4 separate regions of the Mus musculus genome follow, and all the other regions are linked to region 2. The links are chromatin contacts, called in public Hi-C and promoter capture Hi-C maps. All regions are on one chromosome and are shown on one strand. The core of a region is the stretch at or near the end of the contact, and the rest is flanking DNA. Distances in the headings are between cores, read along the strand shown.

Region 1 (3,614 bases), core at 421-2,920, 890 kb after region 2:
TCTTTCTTTCTTTCTTTCTTTTTTTTGTTGTAGCAAAACTGAAAACAAAACTAAAACAAAACAAAACAAAACAAAAACAACCAAACAAAAAAACTAGGTGACAAGGACACACCCTTCCTTTGAGGGAGCCAGAGGTCCTGGTTGGGGTGGCTGCAAGGGGGTCAGGGGGTCAGGGCTTTGTCCTGGCTTCTGGCTCGTCCGGACCCAGGTGGGTCTGCCTGGTATCCCGGCTCCACGGTGAGGTTGGGTGTACCTAGATGTACAGCGGGGTCTCCTGGCCCGTGAGGAGCCTAAACATGGCTGCAGGCATGGTCTTCATGTGAATCTGGAAACAGAGAGGAAAGGCTGAGCCAGCTGCCGCTTCTCCTTAGTGAAATGAATGCATCAGGTGCCAGTCTCCGAGAGGCTCTCAGTGAGCAGGCTGGGATAGAAGGGTGGGTGCCCCTCCGATACGGGGCTTCTGATACACTCTGTCTCTCTCTCATCTGGAGCTGACACCAAAAGAATGGGACAGTAGACTTCTGATGGTGACTGGGCACAGGTCCTCCCCCCCCCGCCTCCCCCCCCCCCCCCCCGAGCTGCAAGAAGTGTGCTGTGCTTCTGAGAAGGGGATGCACAGACTCTGGATGAGGCAAGAGGATGTGGGGCGAGGGAAGAGCTGAAGAGACAAGGAGTCCCTCAATTAACAAATGACTCTCAACAACCCAGTTGCCCTTGGGCTCTACTTGGGCTGGGTAGACCATGGGATGACTTCCTGGGTGGTGGGATGACTCTGAGTCCCGAGAGACAAACAGCAGGGAGCTCTGATTCCCCTTTTCCACTCCCCATACTGGGGTTGTGCTCCTGGACTTGGGCCGTGCTGTGCTCTGGAAGAAGCTGCCAGGGTCTCAGCTGCCTCCAGGTCTGTTCTGGCCCAGACTGTACTCTGCGGACGGAGCTCATACAGGTGAAACGTGCAGATGTTTGCTTCGTTCATACTTTAGCTCCTCCACAAGTCCACAGGACAGCCTTTCCCTCAGGAGCATCATTCGCCGTAATTCTTCAATTAAAACCTACCCCACCCACAACCTGTGAGGGCGTCTCAAAATGGGGTGACTCATTCTCCAAATGTGCTTGGGGGTTGGTGGGAAATGCAGGCAGACATTTCTGTCACCAGCTGGGTGGGTGAAGCCTTGCTCAGCCCACAGGCTGAAGGGAGTTGCCACACTCCCTCTCTCTGCTGTTTCCTTAGTTATCAATTAATCTCAGGCCTGAGGTGGTGGAGTCATTTCTTGGGGTCCCCGGCCCACCCCCACCCTCCCCCGGCCAGGATTGATTTCTTTAGGTGTGAGACTGGTTACTCCCATGAGGGCAGTCATTTCTGAATGTCTACTTAGGAAAATTGGATTGTCCTTTCTTGGAAGCCATTAGTTAGAAGCAGCCAATGGCCCCCTCCTGTCCCCTCCTTGAGAGTTAGCCATCACTTGCAGCCAGTCCAAAGAATGTACCTCTTCCCCCAAGCCCCTTTAGGTATGTCAAAAGATGCTGACTTGGTCATTGTGGCCCCAAGAGAGGTGATTTAAGGGACATAAACCAGGATCCCCTGAGGAAATAACAACTCCCATCCTTCCATGCCCAAAGGAAATGGGAGTCTGGACCATCTGCCCTGCATGAGCACCCAGTGGCCACTAGAGGGAGTCTGGCAGCCCTGCAGGGACCACAGCAGAATTCCAGGAAAAGATCAGCGGGCAGGCAACTCCCCTAGCCAGAGCCTCTCCAGCTCAGCGCCAGCCTCCCACTCTGTGCCAGCACTCACAGTTTCCCAGAGACCACCCCGCCACAGTTCCCACTCCCACACTCACACCCCCATATTCATGGGAATTTGGACTGCCATGTGCACACGCATACTCTCATACTCAGATGTATACATCATGACCATACACGTCCCCTGTAAGTTTCTAATTGCATTCACACACACACACACACACACACACACACACACACACACACACACACACACACACCTACACTCATTTACGCCCACTCTAACACATTTATGCACACATCACAAACACAGCCTCCTCCACAAATTCACATGCATCCATACACTAACACCCCCACTCATACAAACCGGCAAGCATACTCCATCTCTTATACACAACTACAGGCACAGGTCACAAGCACACACTTAACCCACAATATCACAGATTCAGTCACTCATCTACATAAACACTAACACAAATACCTCACTCTTAGCCTACCTATTCTCATACATAGCCACAAATACACCAAAACACACTTTTTCTTCACAAACTCACACGCATTCTTACCCACACACCTATACTGACTAGCACCCACACCCTCACAGACACAATCATACACACCTACACAATACACTCTTACCCATAACTATAGACACACTAACATCCGGACACTCATAACCTCTTCTCCACCAGCTGCATATGCGAGAGCACACACACACACACACACACACACACACACACACACACACACACCTTCATACTACAAACCTCACCCATACTGCGTAAGTTTCCTCTCTGTGCACTGCAGCATCATCCACACCTTGCACTATGATGCTCACCTGTGTGATCCTTGAGGACAGCTATACCCCTCCTCGGGGACCAAAGGGTCTTGCTAGAATGCAAATGACCAAAGAAGGGCCAAACTAGGGGATGGTTGCAAGCTAGCGAACTATGAAAAGAAAAAGCAGTTTGACCCTGGGCACAGAGCAACACCCATGACACAGCAGCTATGAGCTAACCAGGCCTCCTGGTGTAGGGAGCTGGATGTACGGGATTCTGTTCAGAAATGGGGTTAGGGGCTGTGCCTGGGAGCCTCTGTCCTGAGATACCAGAGAGTCTAAGAGAACCCCCCCACTCTGCTCCCACTGTGAGGTGGGGGCACAGTCTGCTCCTCAGCTGACATCCAGTGGATGGTAACTGGCTCACAGGTCAAAGTGGGGCACACCCATGAAACAGGAGGTGGAGGTAAGCCCAAGGTCCCACATGCCCACTCTGTTCTAAACAGGGCTGCTTTCTGTTGGAAGGACCAGTGGCTTTTCAAAACACATCAAATGGCTTCCAGGGTTAGCTAGGCAGAGAAAACAGGAGCTCAAACACCCCTGGACTTGAGGGGCAGACCAGCAGTCTTACCTCTCCCACCGAGTTAGACAGAGCCTGGACTATCTTCTCATGGGCTGTGGCTACCACACTCTGTCCGTTGATCTCGATGATACGGTGGCCGACTCGGACACCACCTCGCTCTGCAATACCCCCTCTCATGAGGCTGCAGATCTACGGGGACAGGTGAAGTCAGCATACATGTTCCCATGCACCCTGAAGATATTCCACCATGTCCCACAGATGGGGGAAGAGACATTATTGTTGCAAAAGATCCCAGCATTTCAGTCCCTGACTCATGAGCAAGAACAGCTGTGAGTTAGAATGTGGCTTTAAGAAGAGGAGCCAGCACCATTGTGTGAGTGTCAGAACTCCAAGGTAGACCAGAGAGTTTTTTCCTGGGACTGCCTACAGTGAACATCTCCCCGCCAGCCACACCCTAGTGTTCTTTCTAAGGAAGACAGTCCATACCTCCCTTACCTACCTCATAGAGAC
Region 2 (3,342 bases), core at 216-2,715:
GGATTACTAGTGAACATTCCATTTCTACAGCAGCGACTTACCTCCCGGCCAGGCTCACTCTGCTTCAGCCTCTTCTTCTTTGTGTCCTTCTCTTGGTTTTGGGTAGGAGGCTGAAAGATAATGGGAGGCAAGAGCAGTACATGAGAAACCCGGGGAAGGAGGAAACCCAGAGAGCTCACGGCAGGGCCCATGGTTGGAGAGTCCCGGCTGGGCTGTGGGAACCAGGATCTACTTATAACCCTCAGGGATCTGGTTTCAGAGTTCAGCCCTATCTGTCCGAGCACATTAAAACTGGGGGTGTAGCTCAGTAATAGAGCACTGCCCAGTATTCACAAGGCCATGGGTCCCATAGCCTGCAACACACACAGTCTCTGTGTCTCTCTGTCACTCTTCCCTAAACTTTAAACAAATAATGTCACTGGAAATTGTGGCTGCCACCAGACTCTTATTCATTGCACTATTTCATTAGATGTTGCCAGAGCAAAAACAAAACAAACAAACAAAACAAAAACCAAAAACCCCTCAGTTTTAGAAAGCCTTTAGAACTTAGAAAAAAAATTCTTCTAATTTGTTACTTAATAATCTTCTAAAACATGAAAATACTGTAATCAAATACTTCTGTTAAATATACAGATCACATATAGGCCTCAAAGCAAACCACCAAAATAAGACAGTAAAAATAACCTGTCTTCAGATAGCACAGAACCAGCCAGCAGAGAGAATAGAAACTGTTAGGTCCTCTTCTCCAAGGATACTGTGACTCTTAAACACTGAAGCGGCCTTTTAAAAAGTTTTTATTTGAGACAGCGTCTTCTCATATTGCCCTGGCCGACCTGATTCTCAATATTTACTCCAGGCGGGCCTTAAATTCTCAGCCATCCTCCTGCCTCAGCCTCCAGAGTTCTGGATTAGAGGCATGCACCTCAGTTTGATCTGCTACTGGAGGGAAAAAATGTTGTTTGCAGTCTGTCCAATGAAGAGCTGAGAAATTATACCAGCTGGTCAGTTAGGAGGTTGGTGGAAACCTAGCGGTTCCCCAGGCCGTGGGCAGTGGGCAGGGCGCGGGCGGGGACACACCCTGCAGCCCTGTCCGCACCCGGGTGCAGAATTGGAACCCGCTGAGTGCGTACTCCTGGGCCGCCGGTTACCTCGTGCGCCGCCGCTCGCCCGGCCTCGGTGCGGCGCTGCTCCGCCAGGCGCAGCCGCAGGCCACACAGGCGCTGGTGCAGGTCGCGGTTCTCCGCCTGGAGCTGTGCCACCTCGCGTGTCAGGCGCGGGCCCTCGGCTTGGCCCCGCTCGGGCCCGCGCAGCTGCTCGTCCCTCAGGCGCTGCACCTCCGCGCACAGCCAGCGGATGTCCTCCTCCTGCCGCTGCAGGCGCGAGGCCACCGCCTGAGCCGCCAGGGCCTGGGCCGCCATGGTAGCTTCCCTGTGCCACCTGAGCCCGCCAGCCCAGCCAGAGTGACAAGGAGACGGGGCGGGGCGGAGCTGAAGGACTTCGGGAGGCGGGGTGAAGTGGGGGTGCATCACTATATGGGGCGGGGCGATGGAGGAAGAGGGGCGGGGCTGGAGCTGGGTATCCCTGCATGGGGCGGAGCGATGCACGGGCAAGAGGCGGGGCCATATCGGGGCAACTGTGCAGAGGCCAGGCGATGGGCAAAGAAGAGGGGCGGGCTATAGGATAATGAAGGGCGGGGCAGGAGTGATGGGAGGGGCAAGGGTAGGCATCATTTCAGAGGAGAAGCGATGAGACAGCGCGGCATCATCGCTGGGGAAGATGAGACGGCTGAGCAATGCTTCATAAAACAAGGAAAATGGGCAGGGGAGTGTGGCAGGGAGCACGGGCAGGAACACGGCCAATGTTGGGTGCACTGCAGGATTGAGAACTACGCTCTGGACCTAGGCAGCAGGAGTGGGACCACCGGATGGGCATCTTTAGCGTTTGGAGGCATGTCCAGGTGCTACTGGAAGTGTGTTCAGTCTAATGAAACTGGAGTTTGAGATATTGAAGCCCAGAGGAGGTGCGTCTCTTGACCAGATTGTCCAAACCGTTAGCAAAGCCTGATGGATTTCTTTCATTCCCCTCTTAAATTCTTGCAGTCACCACACTGTGCAAACAGGTTCTGAAAAGCGGCCATTGAAAATAGACCTTCATGCCAAGGCTGTGCAAATACAGTGGCACTTGGCAAGGACACACAGAAGAGCACTACAAAAACTTCAGCCTGGCCAGCACAACATTGTTCACTATTTGAGTCTAGAGCAAATGCTGTTTATAACTGTCTTAAGATTATTTTAAGTAGAAACATTTGTGCTATCGGACTTTGGAAACAGTGGTCCGCAAAGAATTAAGCTCTCATCCTGGAGCAGGAAAGGGCTGAAGCCCTGCTGCCCCCTGGGGGAGGAGTTGCCCTAGGAATTGCTGGACAGACTGGAACTAAGCCGATGATGGAGCCACACCTCCACCACTGGCCTCTACTTAAACTTAAACCTCATATTAGCACCCCAATGACGGGCTTGGGGTAGGTGGCTGAACCCCTGTAGCTGTTCATCTTCCCACTGTAACCACAATGAATAAATCTCCTTTCTCTGCTTTTTATTGTTAACTGTCATTTTAATTGGCATGTTTCAGAGGGTTAGCTGAGCTTATGTCGTTGAAACTTCCAGAAGCCAGGCTTTGACTCTAAAGACTCCAGTAATAAGTTCACACATGACTTTGTTTCTCTTATAACCATGAGCAAGAAGCTTCCTGTGGCAAGAACAAAAGTTGGCTTTTACTGTTCTTAAGTTCCTAGAATGTGCCAAGACATGAACGAAGCGATTTGGAAATAGTCACTTCTTAAATCTTCATTAAAAGAGATGATACCATTATACCCATGTATAATGCAGAAACTAAGGCACAGAGGGTAGCATTTAGTCAAACATGTCTCATGATGTAATCTAGGTAATGGAGGCAATAAGAGTTCCAAAATAGGGTTTATCTTGGGGTGGGATAGTTCAAGGGTGAGAAATTACTCTGAGAAATGGAGTCTGGGTAATGTGAGCAAGGTGGACAGACAGGTGGATAAATGTAACTCTGGGGAATAGGTGGAAGGAGCTGAGGAGTTAATCAGATTCACAGATCACTCCCAGCAAGAGATGCCATTGTCTTCCATGTGGAAATTGAAGACCTCTTCTGTGGGAAGAAGAGGCACAGCTGGGTGCAGTGGTGTACATCTGTACAGCACTCCTGGAGGTGGAAGCAGTGGTAGTGGTGGATGGGGGTAGCCATCAGCTTAAAGCTAGTCTGGGCTACATAGCAAGATAAAAAAAAAACTAGAAAGAAAGCAGAAGGGAAGAAGAAAGG
Region 3 (3,262 bases), core at 70-2,569, 740 kb before region 2:
TGGGTACAGTTGAATACTGTGATATGGCCATCTCAAAAAAAGCTCATATATGTGTCGAATATTCCAGACCTTTGTTTGCTCGTTTGTTTGTTTTAAATTGGGCACTTTTCTTAACCTATTTCTAAGATTGTTTAAAGTGGAAAATTTCTTGCCACTTAAGCATAGGCAACACAAGTCCTCTTAGTGTGTGTTGGTCCTGGCTCTAGACATGGACTTCCTTTTAGTAACGCTAGGTGGCAGTGATGTATGTATGCCCTGAAGGCGCCACCAAGCCAGGCTCATTCAAACTGCTGACGCCATGCCTTGCAAATTATTAGGGACTTTTCCATAGCAGTCATGTTGCTGGCCTTGCTAATTGGTCTGAGGACCTCGGTGGTGAGGACAGGATTGCAGAACCCCACCTACATTTTTGTAACAGTGTTCGATGGAGGAAAAGAAGAGCGAACGTAGAAGAGCTGCGAGGTTGTGGCCTTGCCAACTAGGGATACAAACTCCAACTCTAAACAAACACTTGAGGTGTTCCCAAAATATCTCAGGCGGCCCACGGCTTCTCAAATTCTGTGAGCTGCCAGTGAGGCGGTCTGTCAATGTTCTTTGCACTTGGTCTCAGGAATATTCATTCTTACCAGTAAGAAGCACTTCGGTCCAGTACTGATTTTCTACCAAGGATTATCTTTTCTCGGGGAAAACGAGCGGAATCCGAAGCTTGCCTGCTGAGTGTATAGCCGCGTTTGGTTATTAACTTCAGTGGAATCAACTGACAACATTCCACCTCATCGCCACAAGCAGCCAGTCAGGGTGGCATGCTCCTGTAATCCCAGCTACTCCGGAGTTCGAAAATCGAAAAATATTCATCAGCTAGTAATATCTTTGCAAACGTCCATAATTTAAGTTAGCGAACTCGTGTGGTGAAAAAGCGCAGTTTACAAAACATCAACTTTTAAAATGTAGTTTCTGCACCGCTCCATAAAGACCTGCACACACATTAATATTCTCGCTCTCTTAATATTTACAGTCACAGTATATGGCCAGCAAACAGGATAAAAATTAATCTGTTACTCGAGCAGGGTAGGAAAGGCACAACCTTGTCACTGTGCCTGTCCGCAGGGAAGGCAGCAAAGCATTCAAATTTGGAGAGGAGTCCACAAAGTTTCAAGACCCAAGCGTCTACCGAGGCACAAGAGCAGTGAGCTTGGTCACCGACATCTTGCAGCTAGGGAAACCGAGGCAGGCCATCCAGGGGAGGTCGGGGCGGCCGACCCTCTGGCACAGCCCTGCTTCCGCGCCACCCGCCCTCTCCGCCCGCCAGGCGGCCGCAGGATTGAGGAAGTGCGTCTGGCCCCCGGCGGCCAGAGCATTGCAGGGCAGAGTACGGTAGGACCGGCAGGCCCCGGCCCTCTGATGTCGCCGATCCGCGGCTTCCAGACCCTGCCGCCGCAGGTAAGTGCTGCTCCGACCCGCGCCCTGTCCGAGGACCCGAGCGAAGCCCGCACCTTAGATCCAAGCTTTGCCCGCACCACCCCGTCCCGCGCCCGGGTCCCCGCGTGCAGCCGCCGTCGCCTGCTTGTGCCCTGCGTCTCGCCTCGCCCCACAGCTCCTCTCCCCAGCTCAGCACCCCGTACCCCGGGCGACCGCGTGCTCCGGACCCCGGCCTGTGTCCGGGACCCGCAGGTCACAGCTCCGGTGGGCGTCTGGAACTCGGGCTGCCCGGGGTCTCTTCGCTGCCTCTCTGGGCTGCGCAGCGACCCTCGCCCCTTGAAGGGTTAAAGCGAGTGCAGAGCTAGAACCCGGGAGCTGGGGCAGCCGAAAACCAGCCTGGGATCGGAGCGGGGCGGGGGCGGGGAGCCGAGTTCAGAAACAAAAGTAGGAAACACTAGGGAGACTACAAAGTTCTTTTGCGTTTGGAAAAAAAAAAAAAAAAAAAAAAGCCTGACTTTTAACTTGGGAGTGGGGGTGGGGTCTAAGCGTGGGAGTTCGTGGGCGCGAGTGGCTGGAGGCAAAGGCCCAGCGAGGCTCTTCCCGCGCGTGCGGGACAGCCGGGTGGTGCTGGATGGTCTGGAGGTCTTCCCCTGCTCCACGCGTGGGGCATGTTTCTCACCCTGTGGTCCCATCACTTTGCCTATGGGCTCTGTTGCTTGGAGCCAGTGGCAGTCCTTAATGGATGAGAACAAGAATTCCTGGAGGGGCAGTAAGAAAGACAGCAATGGAGAGACTCTAGGGATGCTGACAGCCAGTTCAGTCTGGCTTTTAATAGTTTGAGGCCATTACGTTTTTCTCTTACATGATGCTCATCCCTGCAAAAACCGGAGCAGGATAGATAGGGTCTTAAAGGCAAATTCTCTTAGCAAATTCTCACCAAATAACCTATTTTTGATGAGTTGGTCACTCACACTCACATAGCAGCATCAAAGGACCTACGATTTGTACACTTTGAAAAACTTTAGCATTGAATTCTTTCTGTGATTTGGTTTTCATTGTCCTTGCTCATGTTCCAGAAGAATATAGCATACCAACACCTAATTTGTCCTTAGAGGGGCTTTTCTAGTCAGCCAAACGTTTCCTTCCCCCACACCTACAACAGTCTCCTTAATAGTTTGGATATAATTATTATAACTAACTAAATAAACCAGCTAAGGAGATGGCTCAGTATACAAAGCACTTGCTGATCACGTGTGAGGATCTGAATTCAGATTCAGAATCCGCTTAAAGCCAGATGAGACAAAGGTGCAATCCCAGATGCCCCCACTTCAAGATGGGAGATTCCCTGGAAGCTCACTGGTCAGCTAGCTTTGTGTGGGCAACATGAAGAAGAAGCCTTGTCTCAAACATGGTGCAAAGCAAAGACCAACAGCAGGTCATCTGATGATCTCAACACACACATACGGACGCCACACTCACACACACACACAAACATACAAACAGAGAGAGAGAGAGAGAGGGAGAGAGAGAGAGAGAGATATTAAAAATAAGAAGAACCCTAGAAATCATCCCAGAGTAGTCTTGTTGGCTCCATCCCCAAGTGGGCCCAGTCCATTCCCTTCTTCTGTTTTTGAGACACAACAGGGCTGATGCACATACGAACTCCTACACAGTCCAAATTGCCATGTGCCCCTCCCTCCGCTCTGGATATATCGTATATATTCATTCTTTATTTTAATGTTTCTTTTTAAAATTACGTATACAATATATTTTTTCATATGCTTTTCCCTAGCCCCAACTCCTCCCAGATACTTCTCTTTATGCATCCAACTTGATGTTCATT
Region 4 (3,358 bases), core at 806-3,305, 800 kb after region 2:
ATGTTTCATTGGCTTAGCTTGTAAACTGATAATGAAATGATCTGCCATTCTGCTTGTGAGAGTGAGCGTGGGGATTTATTATGGTAAAATAGACATGATATAAATGCTTCATTTTTAACAATTTTTCATGTAAAAAAAGCGCCATTAAAGACATTCATACTATGTGCAAATAGCACCTACCCACTTCCAGAACTTTTTCATAATCTTATATCAAAACTTGATGGTCATGAATGACCTCAGGGTCCCCTCCTCCACCCAGTGGGAACCAGCACTCTGTCCCTGTGATTGCCAGTCTAGGTAACTTGTCTAAGTAGAGTTACAAAGTGTCTGTCCTTTAGTGGATGACATTTTTTTTTAAGTGTGTTTTTAAGATCTCATTTTTCTTTTTTATTGGTAAGGTTAATTATGGGAAGTGTTTGAATGTGATCCTATTGGCATCTCTTATATAAGAATAATTACAATTCACAATATGATTAGACATGTGGAATCATATACCTTGTTCTCTATGACTCACATCTTCATGGGGAGACAAAAATAAATGTGATTTTCAGCACTGCACAGAAGTTCAGTCAGCTGGTCTAAACACTGTTTCCAGGAGGTGGTCACTTCTTTACCCTCTTTCCCATGGTTCCTGGGCATGGGGAGGACACAGAGCATCATGGCAGGGGTGTGTGAACCCACTCGGAGCCACATAGCCCTGTGGGCAGTAGATTCGGCATGAGTTTGGCATCTGGGGCAGAAGACCAGGTTCCTGCCATGGGCATAGCTCTCCAGCTGCTCGTCAACAACCCCAGACTTCAGATCTCTCAGACAACTAAGCCTCTGCCTTTCCTCAGCCTGGAGGAACCATGAGGCCCCCATCTTTCTCTTTCTAAAATTGTCAGCTCTGGGGCTACACCATTCTCACTTGCCTGCTCGCCTGTCCTCTAAGCTGCTGCTCCCAAATCTCCTCATGTCTGTATCCAACACGGGGTGATGACAGAGCTCAGGAAACATTTGCTGAGTGGTGATCTGGACAGAATATTCATGGCCAATGCTGTGCGACAGTCCAGCAGGTGGCTGAAGCTGCCTAATTAGTTCCATGGGTCGATTGTGGGTTTTTTTTTCAGAGCTAACCATTTCCATGATCCACTTCCTTTATAGACCGCCGCTGGGGATGTCAGGAGCATAGGAGGGGCGCTCAGTGGCACATCTCGAGGAGGACCTTAATCTTGAGACTGCCTTAGTTTATCCAGAGCCTGTTAGTTTCTTCTGCAGGTTCATAGCAGCATTTACTACCAGTGCTCTCAGCTCTGAATACATCCAGTAACCAAGCCAACACCAATTACATAGCCACATCCTTCAGAAGAGCCTGTCAGTAACCAGGGAAACCCTGATTTAGCTTCATGACTCTGAATAGTAAATTAGAAAAGGACACAGCCTCAGGCTGGGGCAGTTAGACAGGTCTGGCTCTGAAAGTAAAGGGAGGCTTGACTGACGTGCACAGTGCTCCGGAGGTCTTGCTAGCCTTTGTTTCATGGTGGATTTTAGAAGTGCTAAAGTTTTTCTGGTTTTGCTTTTTGTTGTTTTTTAATGGTTTAGTATACCAACCACTGGTCAGGAGCAGTCTTGGCTTCTTTTGGCCTCATGAGAAATTTAGAGCTTGATTTCCACTGGTACCTTGTTATAATGATACCTACTTTGTTTTCTCCCCTGAGAATATGATTCTATTTTACTTTATCATCAAGTGAATTTGCCTTGTTGTGAACAAATAGATTTCACGGCAAAAGGGATGACTCAAAAGTTGATTCCAAGCTCAAAAGTTTCCTTGCAGAGGAAATACCCCCTAACAAAATAAATATAGTAACAACACAGTAACCCAGCAACAGTTCCAGGTAAGTGTTTCTCAGTATGCTGCCCAGATGGGCTATCTCCTGCTCATTGGACTGGTTCGTTCTGACCCATGGAGGGCCCCCATATCCAGCATGCTCCTGGTTCAAAGACAATGCTCTGACTCCCCTACCCCAGAAAAATCTCATGTTCCAACAGGGGGCAGTGTTAGGCAAATTGCTACCAGGAGAGAAGGACAGAAGGTGGGGAGAAGTGTGGTGGGGGAGGGGAAGGGGCGGGGAGCAGAATGTGTGTAGATAAGGGGCGTCTAAGCAGGTGGCCTGTGAATCGCGGGTCCACAGGTGTCTGGGAAAGGCCCGGGGCAAACTTGTGTGGTCTCGGAATTGAAGGGAAGGCCTTGTAGCCACCGCTGGAAAGAAGCGCTGGAGCTGAGGTGCCGGGCGTGTGCAGCTGTGACCTAGCTGAGTCTGGTCTTGGCTTCCTCACCAGGTCCTAGGTCCCCTTGTACTTTTGCGGTGCTTGTCGGGCAGCGCGCTCAGTAGGCCGCCCTCTGGTGGGTTTTCTTCTCTGTGATTCTAGGGCTGGGACACTAAGATCCTTCTGTCTCTAGCCAGCACCAGATGCATAATTAGGAGGCGTGTCTGTGACTGTCAGCCTCCCTCTCACAGCTGCTCCGGGGAGGACAACGGAGGAACTCAGAGGGTAACTCCCTTTCCGCTTTGCAACAGGAACTGGGATAAATCTGTTAGCATTCCAGGGAGCCCACATCACCCTGTGTGGTCCAGCTCACACCTGTTAGCCTGGATTTATCTGGTCTTCCAAGTTTCTGGCTGGTTGCCTGTGGCTTTGGACTTTGCTTAACTCCCGCTGGGACTTCATCCCCATCCGTCCTCTGTCAGCTGAGTGCTCTCCAGAGAGTGTCTACCTGTCGGGATCTATGGGATGTAGTGGGGTGAGAAGCTCCCCATTCAGGGTTTTGGGAGATGCTGCAGGTATAGGGTGATGTTGCCTTTCTCTCTACCTCTCCCAGACACTGCTGTATTCAGGCCTTCTGGAGAGGAGGGTGTTTAACAGGGGCCTTTTATAATTTACTTTCTAATTTTATTTTATGTGTGGGTGTTGTGTTTGTATGCATGTCTGTGCACCACATGCCTGCTTGGTGCTGGAGGAGGCCAGAAGAGGGTGTCAGATTCCCATGGATCTGGAGTTGCTTGCTGATGGTTGTAAGTCACTATGTGGGGGGCTGGGAAACGGACCAAGGACCCAGGAAGAGCATCAAGACAGTAGAACTGTCTCTCTACTCCCTTGAACGAGGCTTTAATGCTTGTTGGAATGTTTATGAGAGAGGTGGAGGTGGAGGAGGAGAGGGAGACCCCTCATTGTGTGGAGTCATGGCTCATTTTTAGACCGCATGAAACTGACATCCAGGCTCTATAACTGACACAGCCCTATATTGCGTCTGTCTCCCTGGGTCCCTCAGTGTGTCAGGGAAGGAGAGGTGTCTACTGCCAGGGCAATGTGCTTGGAG

What was found. Promoter capture Hi-C pulls out the DNA fragments that hold promoters and counts their contacts. A called contact is a pair of places that touch in the nucleus more often than the background predicts.
Region 1: a contact with region 2 is called in a Hi-C map of cortical neurons, with 2.5 times the contacts expected there. The contact joins the enhancer-like site here to the promoter of Tarsl2 in region 2. A contact is called at or near these places in 2 of 39 promoter capture datasets (hippocampal neurons and stem cell-derived epiblast-like cells) and 1 of 484 Hi-C or Micro-C datasets (cortical neurons).
Region 3: a contact with region 2 is called in a promoter capture Hi-C map of pre-B cells. The contact joins the promoter of Lrrk1 here to the promoter of Tarsl2 in region 2. A contact is called at or near these places in 4 of 39 promoter capture datasets (the C10 cell line, the HPC-7 cell line, liver and 1 more), 1 of 484 Hi-C or Micro-C datasets (B cells) and 1 of 9 other capture datasets (liver).
Region 4: a contact with region 2 is called in a promoter capture Hi-C map of embryonic stem cells, with 4 times the contacts expected there. The contact joins the enhancer-like site here to the promoter of Tarsl2 in region 2. A contact is called at or near these places in 7 of 39 promoter capture datasets (the 3T3-L1 cell line, cranial neural crest, embryonic stem cells and 3 more), 2 of 484 Hi-C or Micro-C datasets (cerebral cortex and myocytes) and 2 of 115 datasets of contacts at active chromatin or transcription factors (astrocytes and embryonic stem cells).

The regions. Positions count from the first base shown.
Region 1 is chr7:64,749,782-64,753,395 of GRCm38.p6, reverse strand. It overlaps Apba2 (amyloid beta (A4) precursor protein-binding, family A, member 2), which reads right to left. Exons shown (of 15, transcript NM_001291166.1): 14 at 3,153-3,293; 15 at 1-325. The coding sequence ends at 254. Among named protein-coding and RNA genes, the nearest start is that of Nsmce3, 120 kb to the left of the region's middle. Within about 2 kb of position 1,670, at least 30 of the 459 cell types and tissues checked have an H3K27ac peak or open chromatin away from gene starts, as enhancers often do. A contact at or near this core is called in cortical neurons and hippocampal neurons, where this site is marked.
Region 2 is chr7:65,643,021-65,646,362 of GRCm38.p6, reverse strand. It overlaps Tarsl2 (threonyl-tRNA synthetase-like 2), which reads right to left and starts at 1,465. Exons shown (of 19, transcript NM_172310.2): 1 at 1,149-1,465; 2 at 42-110. The coding sequence starts at 1,418.
Region 3 is chr7:66,386,398-66,389,659 of GRCm38.p6, reverse strand. It overlaps Lrrk1 (leucine-rich repeat kinase 1), which reads left to right and starts at 1,319. Exons shown (of 34, transcript NM_146191.3): 1 at 1,319-1,440.
Region 4 is chr7:64,839,143-64,842,500 of GRCm38.p6, reverse strand. The region is part of intron 3 of Fam189a1 (family with sequence similarity 189, member A1); the gene reads left to right. Among named protein-coding and RNA genes, the nearest start is that of Nsmce3, 32 kb to the left of the region's middle. Within about 2 kb of position 2,055, at least 123 of the 459 cell types and tissues checked have an H3K27ac peak or open chromatin away from gene starts, as enhancers often do. A contact at or near this core is called in astrocytes, cerebral cortex, embryonic stem cells and 2 more, where this site is marked.